Regions from separate parts of the Mus musculus genome. Here regions 1, 2 and 3 are each linked to region 4. A link is a contact called in public HiChIP or PLAC-seq data. All regions are on one chromosome and are shown on one strand. Each heading gives the region's core, a stretch centred on a gene start, on an enhancer-like site or on the middle of the called end of the contact. The rest is flanking DNA. Distances are from core to core; before and after follow the strand shown. Region 1 has its middle 83 kb from the start of Tnr. Region 2 holds the start of Mrps14 (mitochondrial ribosomal protein S14). Region 3 overlaps Rabgap1l (RAB GTPase activating protein 1-like). Region 4 overlaps Tnr (tenascin R).

The links. HiChIP or PLAC-seq counts read pairs in DNA pulled down with a chosen protein or histone mark.
Region 1: a FOXA1 HiChIP or PLAC-seq map of pancreatic cancer cells shows a contact between it and region 4. The contact joins two enhancer-like sites. A contact is called at or near these places in 3 of 115 datasets of contacts at active chromatin or transcription factors (the NIH/3T3 cell line, embryonic fibroblasts and pancreatic cancer cells).
Region 2: a contact with region 4 is called in an H3K4me3 HiChIP or PLAC-seq map of bone marrow-derived macrophages, with 2.7 times the contacts expected there. The contact joins the promoter of Mrps14 here to the enhancer-like site in region 4. A contact is called at or near these places in 3 of 39 promoter capture datasets (the 3T3-L1 cell line and 3T3-L1-derived adipocytes), 2 of 15 datasets of contacts at CTCF or cohesin (both in the NIH/3T3 cell line), 35 of 484 Hi-C or Micro-C datasets (B cells, the C2C12 cell line, the CH12 cell line and 20 more), 5 of 115 datasets of contacts at active chromatin or transcription factors (the NIH/3T3 cell line, bone marrow-derived dendritic cells, bone marrow-derived macrophages and 2 more) and 1 of 9 other capture datasets (adipose tissue).
Region 3: a contact with region 4 is called in a FOXA1 HiChIP or PLAC-seq map of pancreatic cancer cells. The contact joins two enhancer-like sites.

The regions. Positions count from the first base shown.
Region 1 is chr1:159,439,521-159,442,363 of GRCm38.p6, reverse strand. No RefSeq gene overlaps it. Among named protein-coding and RNA genes, the nearest start is that of Tnr, 83 kb to the left of the region's middle. Within about 2 kb of position 1,368, at least 6 of the 459 cell types and tissues checked have an H3K27ac peak or open chromatin away from gene starts, as enhancers often do. A contact at or near this core is called in pancreatic cancer cells, where this site is marked.
Region 2 is chr1:160,193,893-160,196,902 of GRCm38.p6, reverse strand. Mrps14 (mitochondrial ribosomal protein S14) reads right to left here and starts at 1,688. Exons shown (of 3, transcript NM_025474.4): 1 at 1,592-1,688. The coding sequence starts at 1,636.
Region 3 is chr1:160,370,288-160,373,382 of GRCm38.p6, reverse strand. The region is part of intron 18 of Rabgap1l (RAB GTPase activating protein 1-like); the gene reads left to right. Among named protein-coding and RNA genes, the nearest start is that of Mir1927, 76 kb to the right of the region's middle. Within about 2 kb of position 1,497, at least 57 of the 459 cell types and tissues checked have an H3K27ac peak or open chromatin away from gene starts, as enhancers often do. A contact at or near this core is called in pancreatic cancer cells, where this site is marked.
Region 4 is chr1:159,888,103-159,890,852 of GRCm38.p6, reverse strand. It overlaps Tnr (tenascin R), which reads right to left. Exons shown (of 23, transcript NM_022312.3): 13 at 2,477-2,596; 14 at 1,423-1,569. Among named protein-coding and RNA genes, the nearest start is that of Gm31348, 110 kb to the right of the region's middle. Within about 2 kb of position 1,257, at least 113 of the 459 cell types and tissues checked have an H3K27ac peak or open chromatin away from gene starts, as enhancers often do. A contact at or near this core is called in the C2C12 cell line, the NIH/3T3 cell line, adipose tissue and 5 more, where this site is marked.

The sequences.
Region 1 (2,843 bases), core at 119-2,618, 450 kb after region 4:
CTTATTGAAGCCTTGGAGTGTAAATACGTGACATTGGATTTAAGAATCTTATAAGCTCCATTTTAATCCTCCTTGCTCTATAGTTTAGGCTGTAAGATCTAGGCTGTTTAAAGTTATGTTTCTCTTCTCTTTATTTACATGGTATATCTGTTGTCTGCAAACCTTTAACAGCAGTATTTCCTCTGGTAGTTAATCCTGAAAGAGAAGCTCCTATACAAATTAAAATCTTTACCAAAAAAAAAAAAAAAGGAAAAAATGGGAAGCTTTCTACTGTTGTGATTTTGTTTATAATTTCCATACAATTTCTTCAGATGTGTATTCTTCCATAGACAAGATCTTATTTACGTTAGACTTCCTTTATCTTGTTACTTTTTTCTCGTGTACTGTAATCACATATTCCTTTAACCCTTCTTTATTCTTGTTTATAATCTGTCAGCTCAGTGTGAGGAGCATTGGTGGACTGGCTCTGGCACTCTCTTCATTTCTAATAGCATTCATTTTTCTCCATGCCAAGCTCTGATGTCTCAGCCTGCTTGTGTTTTGTGTTATTGTTTCTCTTTGCCCCTATTTCACATATCCTTCTTTTTTTTTTCTGGCATGTTTTCTCTGTATTCTGAAACCTGGCTTGTGTGCATATTTGTTTAATTTATCACTATCCACATTTTCATAGGGTTTTCCACAGATGTTCCCCCTGCTGCAAACATCTGTAGTAATATGTTCAGGCTGTAAGAAGGAGGGGGCCCTGGGGCCTTTGAGCAATATTTCAGGGTACCATTGCCTGGTAGAGGAAGAGCCAAGGAGCCAGTCACAGGTGACCTGGGGAGGAGAGGGCTAGTTGACCTGAAAATGTATATCTGTCCAAGTGTGTGAGAATGGAAAGGAAAAGAACCAATCACATACTTGGTTCTGATGGTTTAGGGAAAGGCCTCTTCACACACACCACAAGTCAAACCCAAGAAAGAGATCAGCTTTCCAGAAAGATACAGGAAGTGAAGAAGTTTCTGGAGGACTGATGAGCCAAATTAGTGGTGCTGTGTAAACATGAGAACTTAATGGGAAGAGTTTAGTAAGAGGTCATGACCTCACAGACCTTTACAACCAATTAAGTGTTTGCCTCTGAGCTGGTACAGTAGATAATTAGTCTGCTTGCAGAGGTTTTAGACAAGGGTGCAGATCACTGGGGATAACTCTTCATCCTCATTGTCAGAGGGAAGAAATAAGACATGGCCAGCACCAAACAAGGTCTTGGTGGATCACCATAGGTGTCAAGAAGAGCAGGATATGGCTGATAAAGGGAGTGGTCTACAAACGCAATGTTTAGATAGTGAAATACTCTCACTATGTTTGCTAGGCTTACTCTTTGATTAGAGCAGTTGCAGTGAGTCAACACAGGAAGAAGTGCTCCACCCTGCCTGTCCTGACTGCCTAGTACTTACAAACATACAAGGGTTTATTTTCCCCATTGATTAATTTATTTAATCACTTGACAGCTTGATCACAGACCACTCCTTTCTCTCCACCCAGTCCTACCCTCACATGCCCCTCCCCCTACTCCCCTTCCCTTTCTCCTCAGAGAAGGGGAGAGTCCCATGGGAGTGTTTTATATCCTTCTTCTAATCAAATATTGCTTCTAGGATGAGAATTCGTTGTCCATCAGAGCTTTCTAAGCTGCCCTGTATTTTGTTTGGTTTTTACATTTGGTGTTTCCCAGAGTAAAACTAACAATGGAGACAATCCATCAAAGGCAAGTCTAAGTATCATTTTGGAAAGAAGGCTTCCAAGACTAGGGTGTACAACCACAGGAGAGGTTGATTTCCTCAACTTCAGGTATGTAAACATTCTTGATTGGAAGACTAAAGATGGGGGCCAGTCACATGCAGGATGTTAGATGGAACTGTCTTGAAGAAAATTTCTCACCCGAAGTTCTGTGATAACTTCAGGACCTTCATCTGAAAGGCAAGGCAGCTGCTTTCTAAGTAATAGATGGAACTCTCAGGAGGAAGCCAAAGAGAGAAGTCACATCTTGACTCTGCCAAGTCTTAAAAGGACCTAACATAGATTCTTTAACCTTCTGAGACCATAGGATAAAAGGATTTACAATTGTTTTAACCCCAACCTCCAAGTACCACTCTCTCTGTATTTCTAAAACTCTGTTCCCCCTATGCCTACTGCTCCAGATGATCCTGGAGCCCCATCATTTCTCAGCTAGACTATGACAAGAGCATCCAAATGAGTTTGCAGGAGCCCTTCCTCACCTTACAGCTCAGCTCTACACTGACCTCCAGAATATCTCTGTAGAATGAGAATCAGATCAAGTCACCCCCTCCTACTTAAAATTTCTCAGAGGGTCCCTGGATCCTCTGATATCCTGTAATAAGGTTAGTATCGTTAGTATGGTCACCAGACCCCACTTGAATCAGCTGCCAACTCCTCCAGAGCAGGGACTTGAAGTGGCTCATCCGAGCAGGGCCAGGATCCAGCACAAAGAGCTTCACCCACATTAGTCCAGTGAATAAAAAAAATTCTGGTCGCTTTTGATGTAATCCTATATTTCACCTGAGACTGTCTCTCCATGACGCCATCATACCTATATTTTGCAATGCTCTCTTTTGCCTGTCTAGACTCACCTTGTATGGTTTTTCTAAATAATCCCAAGACCCCACTCTGCCTTTTGTAGAGTCAATGAATTCAATATACATTATTCAGAAACAAGATAGCTTTTGAAAAGGCTCCAGACTCTGATGGAATTTGAAAAATAAATAAATAAAAGAAAAAAATAAAAGAGCTCTAAATGCCCTGTACAGACAAAGGTCACTGCCACAGCAAGAAGCAATTAATAGCCT
Region 2 (3,010 bases), core at 439-2,938, 310 kb before region 4:
TCGTTAAATGACTTTGAGCAGTTAAATTCTATTTGGCATGTCTGAGTGCACATGTGTGCTTGTGTATGGACGGGCATGTGTGGAGGGTGGACAAGGACAACGCTTCTGTGAGTCAGTTACCCCCCTACAACATGGGGCCTTAGATTGAACTGCACAGGCTTGGTGGCAAGCATTTTACCCACTGAGCCATCTCATGGGGGGAAGACTTAATAGTTTTAGGAAGTAACTTATGGCATTTATTTGTGTGTGCATGTGCATACCTCATGCATACTACAACTCAGGTGGAAATCTGGGGACAATTTGCAGGTGTATTCATTCTTCTTTCTTAAGTCACTGTTACCTTCTCCCACACCCTCAGGTTCTGATGACTTCAGTACCCTTAGTTATAAAATTAGAAGCAATCTGGAGAGAATTTCCAAACTCCCACTACCATACCTGTGCCCCCTCGGCAGTATTTGTACTACACTCTACACCCCTCTCATTGGTTATATGACACCTCTGTCCATTACAGTGGCCATGAACCATGGATACAGCTAATACGCACTGGAACTGTAAGCAGTACAAGTGGGGACATAATTCTTGGTATTAACTCGCTTAAAAGTTTGGTTTTGGTCCAACTGCAAAAGTTAGCATCCCAACTGCGATATATATATATTTTAAGTGTCAGATACACAGACTTTGAAACCTGCTTCCAACAGAAGAATGCAAATGTCACATAAGTCATTCTAATTTTGACTTGTTAGGATAAGGATAGACCTGACTAAAAATATCTATCAAAATTAACCGCACCTCCTTTTTAAACTTCAATATAAATATTAGAAAATATTTAAATTATCCTTGTGGTTTGCATTACAATTCTACTGGACGAAACTGCTATTCATGACTTAACCACATTCCTAAAATCAAAATTCATACACAGACTATATCACCTCTTGCCTGCAAAAAAAAGGCAGATCTCCAGCGATTCTTCCCTATTCTTTATATCAGTGTTCCCCCACTCTAATATACAGATATGACGCAATGTCACAGTAAAGAAAAAACAACCCAGGTCCACCCAGGTCTCCCTCTAGTTGACACCCCTCCCCAACAAAACTATCCAAGACTTCTCCAACGTCCTTTGCTGCTCGTTCCAGTTTCTATCCGCATCATAACACTCCCACTCCTTAACTCTACAGCCAATTCTCGGCCCTTCCTTTAACTAATTCTGCTTTAGCGGAATGGCCTGCTCCCCATTCGAAATTGTCACCACCTGCTTCCAAGCCACCACTGGCTGACAGCTAGTTCCCTACAGTCTCTTTGCATAATCGGAGCCTCTGAGGTCTCAATCATCCGACTCTCCCCTCTCTTCTCCACTCACACTCGGCTCCTTATAACCCGGAGTCATTCTCGCAGCTTTCACATGACGGATCACACCTGAATACCAAGCCCTCGACTGCTGCTCTGGGCTCTCCTAACCTAGCCAGGACGGGAAAGCAGATAGGAGCCTTGGGATCGGTCCTCCGTGCGCATTACAGGTGACAGGGTTACGAGGGACCCACAGGACACGGAAATCAGGGAAGGGGTAGGCTGGCGAGAAAGGCAGGGGCCTGACCTGCCGGAAGGTCCGCAGCAGCGAGCCTAGCACGGACGCCGCCATGTTGTCTGCCCAGCCAGCCAACCACCGCCGCAGTACAACACCGGAAACAGGTTCTGTGGAGGCGGGGCTTATGCCCCAAAGGGCGGGTCCAGGGCAGGATTTAGCCTATAGAGAGGGAGAGGGTAGGTGCGGGATTTGAAATAACTCTCGCGTTATTTCATAGATAAGCAAATCATCCATGCGGACCGCCCACTTAGGCAGTAGGAGAATAGTGAGCCTGCGCGATCTCTCCTGGCCCTTGCTGTTCCTCTGTCCCAGCCCCGCCCAGCCTGCGCCTGTGTTCTGCGCGTTGGCGCCACCCGGCGGAAGCTTGGCAGCATTTGTCACTCATCCTGCAGAACTGGCACTGGTCACATTTCTGCTGTAAAGAAGATGGTAGTGGCCCTGATAGAGTTTCTGCTTGCACGCCAAGGGTTTAAATATGTATTATATTATATATATTATATTTATTTTATTATATTATATCATATCTGTATTAAGGTTGTATAGGTTTTACGTTTTTGTCTCTGTGGGTTGGACGGCGGTAGTGGTGTGTGTGCATGTGCCTGCTGTTTTCCCTTTAGTACAGGGCACTTTCCTGCCATCTTCCTAGCCTGTCTCCTAGATGTGTTGATGGGTGCAGTGAGGAACAGCCCATTGGGCTCTTTACACAGGAAGCTCCCAGGAAGAAGGAGAGTTTTTTTCTTTAAGCGTTACAAGTTAGTGAACATTTCTAATGGGCTAGGGAAACTCTGACTGAAACCATTTGGCAGGATAAGACAACCAGGAGTCCCTGCCATCATACTAAGATCTAAAAAGTCCTAGACCAGCAAGCAGCATCAAACCCTGGTTAAAACTCATTCCCACTCACCCCCACGCCACACACAACATAATTGGGCATCATCTACAGTCATCTCAAGATATGGGTACACGGCAAACTCTTTTATTATGTTTCTGTTGTTTTAAGATGCCTGTTTGTTTTCATCGGGAGTTAGATAGGAAGGGAAGTGGGAAGATCTTGGAGGAGATGAGGGAGGGGAAATATGCTGTATAAAAATATTTCTTTTCAATTAAAAACAGGAAAAGTTTCACTAATGTGTTACAATTTCAGAAAGCCAAACTTCTGGAAGGGGCTTGAAAGTCAGAAAGATATGTTTATAGGCTATAGAGTAAGAAATGAGTTTTAGGGCCGGGCGTGGTGGCACTCGCCTTTAATTCCAGCACTCGGGAGGCAGAGGCAGGTGGATTTCTGAGTTCGAGGACAGCCTGGTCTACAAAGTGAGTTTCAGGACAGCCAGGGCTATACAGAGAAACCCTGTCTCAAAAAAACAACAAAACAAAACAAAAAAGAAATGAGTTTTAGGGCTGGAGGGATGGCTCAGCAGTTAAGAGCAC
Region 3 (3,095 bases), core at 248-2,747, 480 kb before region 4:
CTGTCATCACAATGGTGTAACCAGTCAGAGAAAATGTAACTGAAACATAAATTTATCTGATACTTGGTTTGTGCATGTTGAGAAAAGGCTTAAGTTTTACTAGAAATATAGCAACCAGAACTCTGGCTTGCTGTTTCTCCATTCTTGCTTTCCTTGAACTGTAAGAATTTAGTTTGGGGAAAGTTAAATAAATTTAGAATAAAATCCTCCATTTTTAGCATTTATAAATTTGGGAGGTATATGTTGTGGTAAATCTCCAACCCAAGTAAGCCCTGGCAATGAAAACACAACTCAATTAATATGAATACATGCTGTGTGCCTAGACTGGGCAGATCTACCACTACAGTACCATCTTCCCCATATAAGAGTCCCCTTATAACTTGCAGTTTCTCCAGGCCAGGCGCTTCTACTCCACTTTGCATTTTCTCCTCCTCTGAAGTCCTCTCTCTCCCAAAACCTTCAGCTCCACCTTCCCCTCTTTCTCCACCCAATCACCAGCTATCTGTAACAGGTATATATATACATTTAGTTTAAATATAAAATTTTAAATATAAAGGTATATGAAAGAGGAACTATAAAAAGGTGGTTTAATAGATAGCATGCTCTCTCCCAGAGCCCAGTGCAAAGGCTTTGCCTAAAAAGTGGTTGTACCAGCTCCCTGCCCTCTTTCAGACTCCAGCTCTATGAATGGTTTTCTTCCACAGCCCACTAAGGCATTGGCTTCATGTGCATGTTAAAGCTAGGTCATCCCCCACATCCACTTCTCAGTCACAGGAAGAGGTAGTGGAGAACAGGCAGTTTCTGTTTAAGCAAATAAATTACATATTACACTTTTTAAAAAGATTTATTTATTATTATAAATAAGTACACTGTAGCTGTCCCCAGATGTACCAGAAGAAGGCATCAGATCTCAATACGGGTAGTTGTGAGCCACCATGTGGTTGCTGGGATTTGAACTCATGACCTTTAGAAGAGCAGTCAGTACCCACTGAGCCATCTCACCAGCCCCCCATATTACACTTTTATTTATATTACTTGGGCAAAAGTTTTGTTGATGGCCACACAACTGTGGGGAAACTGGGAAATATAGTCTGTACTTCAATATTCATATGTCCTGTTACAGTTCTAATCTGTACAGCAGGAAGAACACATTTTCATAGAGAATAATTATAATCTGTCATCGTCTACTGCAATGACCATTCAGTATACAGTCATCCCAGCTTCATCCCACACAGTCACTTCCTCCAGTGGAGACATTCCAAGGCTCCATTTAGTTACTTCAAAGTCATGGAGTGTAGGTAACTTGGATGTCTGTGTTGGAAACAATGGAATGGTCTACAAGGCTTAGAGTCCTGAGACTAAGGAGCCACAGATTACATTAAAGTTCTAGTTAAGAACAACTGCCTGGGACTTGGAGCTATGCTATAGCCAGCAATGAAAACCACTGGATTACTCACCAAAGTGTCTTTAACCAGATTCTGATAGAACTGAATGCTTAACATGAGTAGGAAATAGCACACTCCACAGATGTGGGCAAGAGATAGTTGAGCAATTGAGGGAAAGTTCAGAATTTACAAAAGTCAGGTTCCTTTCATGAAATTCACTAAAAGGCAATTTCAGCCTGACCACTGCAGACAAGACAAGTTGTGACCTTAACAACTACAGCCAGAGTGTTTACCACTCATAACTGTTCTGCCAGGTGAGTATCCCAGCTAAAGAAAAGACTATACACCCCAGCTCTTGGCCTGACCTTTCACAAACTTCAGTGAATGGAGAAAGAAATAAAGCACATGGTTTTAACTTGCACTTGAAAGCAGAGAGAGGTGGATCTCTGTGAATTTGAGGTCAGTCTCTCTACATAGTGAGTTCAAAGCCAACCAGAGCTACATAGTGAGTCACTGTCTCAAAAATAAATAAATAAATAAATAAATAAATAAATACTAGATAGATAGATAGATAGATAGACTGATAGATAGACAGATATAGATAATAAGAAAAGAAATGAAATAAAAACACATAAAAATTATGCCCAAGACTGGTAATGGTGGTGCACGCCTTTAATCCCAGCACTTGGGAGGCAGAGGCAGGTGGGTATCTGAGTTCGAGGCCAGCCTGGTCTACAAAGTGAGTTCCAGGACAGCCAGGGCTACACAGAGAAACCCTGTCTCAGGGAAAAAAAAATGTCCAACTCAAATGCCATGTGACTTCAGTAGAAAAAATTTGAGGAAGAAGAGAGCTAACAATCTGAGACCAAGAAGAGAGTAGCTTAGAGGACCCTGTGAAGAAGAGTGTTCTATTCAGCCCCTGATACCAGGAGTAGCAGTAGATACTATGTGGTAGGCATTTGCTCTCTCTGGGTGATGCTGATGAAGGCCTGATTAGACCATATTAAAAGGATACAAAGGCAGGTTTATTAGGCAATGCTCCCAGACCTGTTCATCAGTCCCAGAGAAAGAGACTGAGGAAGTCACTTCACACATCTGGCCTAGGGATGGGGGAAGTTTTATAAAAGATCTTAGTTGAGGGGTGATGATGTGTCAGCCAGGAGCTGGGACTGTGCCCAAGTATGGTCAAGAGCTGAGCACTTCGGTGGGGATCTGGGTGGCTGGCAGCATCAGGGGAGGAGGTTGGGACAGCTGCCAAGAATGGAGTACTGGGCTCTAAGAGCCAGTCCTTTGTTCTGTTTTTCTGTGCAAGAGGGGTTGGGGGAAGAAGGGCAGTTGGGGTTTCCCAGCTTGAGCAGAGGTGAACAGGGGTCCAGCCTAACACTATGCTAGATGAAGAACACAGGGGAGAGGAGGAAAGAAGAAAGATGAATTCTTGCCAGGTGGGGCCTCCTGACTACTCTGCTGAGAGAGCAGAGAGGGCAAACTGGCTAGAAATCAGAACAGACTGAGGCCAGGAAGGAGGTTGGCCTCTATGGTGTATTGTTTTTAAGACAGGTTCTTACTTGCCCAAGGCTAGCCTCCAACTTCATACATAGCTGAAGATGACCTTGAATTTCTGATTCACCACCATACCTGCTGTAAGTGGTACTGGGGATCAACTCAGAACTTATATGTGCTGGAAATACTCTAGCTGTGTTCTCAGACTAG
Region 4 (2,750 bases), core at 8-2,507:
AGCGTGGCACAGTGACTGGAAGTTACCAGAACCAGTCTGACTAACTTGAAAGATGACAGGGTGGCTTGGTGTGCTGCTGAGTTTCTGCTTTTGTGATGTCTGCTGCCTGTGGCCAAGAATCACACGAGTTAGCTTTTGGGCTGAGTCACAACACTCTTATCTTGGGAACACGATATTCTCGAAATCCTTTTTATGATTTTCAATGAGAAAATATGGCAGAATTTTCAGGCTTTCTTGGCTGAATGGTCATTACTTCTGGTCAATGTTTATCCACTGCCTGCTTTAATGATCACTGACAAAACATAGTGCATCTACCAGAAGGAGGGAGACTACGAAAGGTACCTTTTTATGTTTCTGAATGACGTTTTGGTCACTGTGTTAATAGATAATGTTTTGGCGCTTGTAAGAGTATTTACAAAGCAGTGAGGACTCCTTAGGCACACTCTCCTCCTTCAGAAATCACCATCTCTAGGGAAATTTAGCAGCGTTGGGATATCCAGGTGTTCGCTTAATGAGGCAGGCTGAATGTTTTCCTATGTGTAGTGGAAACTGTGGTTTAACTAGAAGGTTCTCGATGTTGAGGATAGAAACTGATGGCTGTGCCTTCCACTGCCATCTAGAGCAAATCTGTGCTAATCCTATGTGATATACTTGCTTAAGGACCAGAGAAGGGAGGCTAGTGGAGTTACAGAAAAGGAGCCCTATCTTCAGGCTTATCCAAAGAGCCAGTTTTCTGAAAAAAGGCATGGTAGGAGACTTTCTCCTCCCTATTTTTCATATTAAAGCCCATCTCTTTTCCCCACCTTCCTTCTGTGAAGGGGCCTGAGGACACAGAGGACATTTCCTACAGGAGAACAAGAACTACATAGTGTTCCTGAAAGCAGCTGGGGATGCCACAAAGGGTCACCTTCACCTCTACTGCCTTCATACAGGTGATGGACTTAGAGCCTTTTCCCTGGAGCAAAGGCAATACACCTATGGGGTGGCTGTATATGATGAATAATCCACCCCTAGTTTCCTGAAACTGGAATAACAATGCTTTTCTGAAGTTTCCTCAACCCCCAAGACTTAAAGAGATCCTATGATTCAAATGTTTGCTGTGGAATCTGTCTCCATCATGCGTCTTTGAAAGGGCGCTCTTCGTAGAGGAAGTTCCATGAACATTCTGAACCTGAACGAGCAAGACTCCTCCTCAAGTGTGACTCACCAAACTCCTATAATTAGAAAGAACAGTCTGTGGGGAGAGAAACCACAACTTGTCCTGAAGGACACAGTGAGTCAGAGGAGCCAAAGAATGGCGTCTCAGGCCCCGGAGCCAGTATCCACTGTATGCGCTGGAGTGATTTCACTCTGCTTCCTGTGTTTGTTTCAAGGCTGCTGCTTATGTCCTGAGCCGACACCCAGCAAGGGAGCCATGTTTACCTGTGTGCACCAGGGTGCAGATGCGTTCACTCTCCTCCCTGCCCCGTACACTGTTGAGGCTTATTTCATATTCAGTAGCTGGATACAGCCTGGTGATGGCGAACTCTGTCACGGTGTTGGGCACTACGGAGCTGTCTAGCCGTCCCACTGAGGAAGAACAAAATCCATCACTAAACGTTCAACAGCTCTCTTATCAGTGGGTCCATGGCTCAGTGTACATTGGGACAGTGGGTCATGAGGCACAGATGGGTGTGGGCTCAGCATGCAATAGGGAAGGGAAGGCAGATACATGACTCATAAATGATAATGGTGGAGTTTAAATAGATCTTATACGCTGGCCTCACTCTTTCATCTTATGGGCTTTTTAGAACAAAAGTAAATGAGCTATTTATTATGTAGGTTTCTATCAGACCGGTCTTCTCTGAGGCGGGCATATCAGTATAGTGGAAGTGGAGTGGGCAGAGCCACCGCAAAAAGTGCCCTATGCAGCCCAGAGAAAGGTAGCCTGGAAAACTGTCCTACCTCTGGCTGGAAGTGAACATTCTCTCTACTTTGTTAACAATGCCTCATATACCAGCAAGAACTGGCAGTATGCAGGCAAGCTCTCGGCCAACTTCTCTGACTCATACATTGGCTACAATGGCAGAATTAGGATCACTGTGGTTCCCTTCAGGGCTCCATGTGGCTCTGCTGGGTCTTTATCCATATCCAGGATTCTAGTCTTAGACTTTATGCTCAGCATAGTATGTGTAGCACTGGCTCTTGGTAAAGCCATCTAGGCCTCACTTCATTGTTTTTCATTGCGCAGCCTAGCTAACGGTGTCCAGTTATTTCCCATGGTAAAGTGTTTGGCTCTCTTGATGATATTTTGAGAGCCTATTTTGAGAGAAGTTGGTGAACTCATGGTTTCTCTGTTGTTCTTCATCAATACACTCTCATTTTGAGGAAGTATGGTATGAGGGTGTATGCTGTGTAGTTGTGATCATGCACCCATAATAATCTCTAATCAACTTCAAGCCTTATTTATGTTTGAGAAACAAAATCATATCATTACCTTGGGTGGGTCGGTACGATACTCGGTAGTAATCAAAAGGCGCAACAGGAGAGCTCCAGGACACCGTCAGGGAGTCCTTAGTCACGTTGCTAATTGTGATGTTTTTGGGAGGATCAATTCCTACAAAGATCAGAGAGTTGTGGGGAAAAGACAGAAGCACAGTTTGAAAGTGGAATATCTATCTATTTCTAGATTTCTGTTGATCCACTAGTGTCCCTCAGGCAGGCATGACCCTACATAACTAACTGGGCATCCCTAACATGACAGTCTGTGT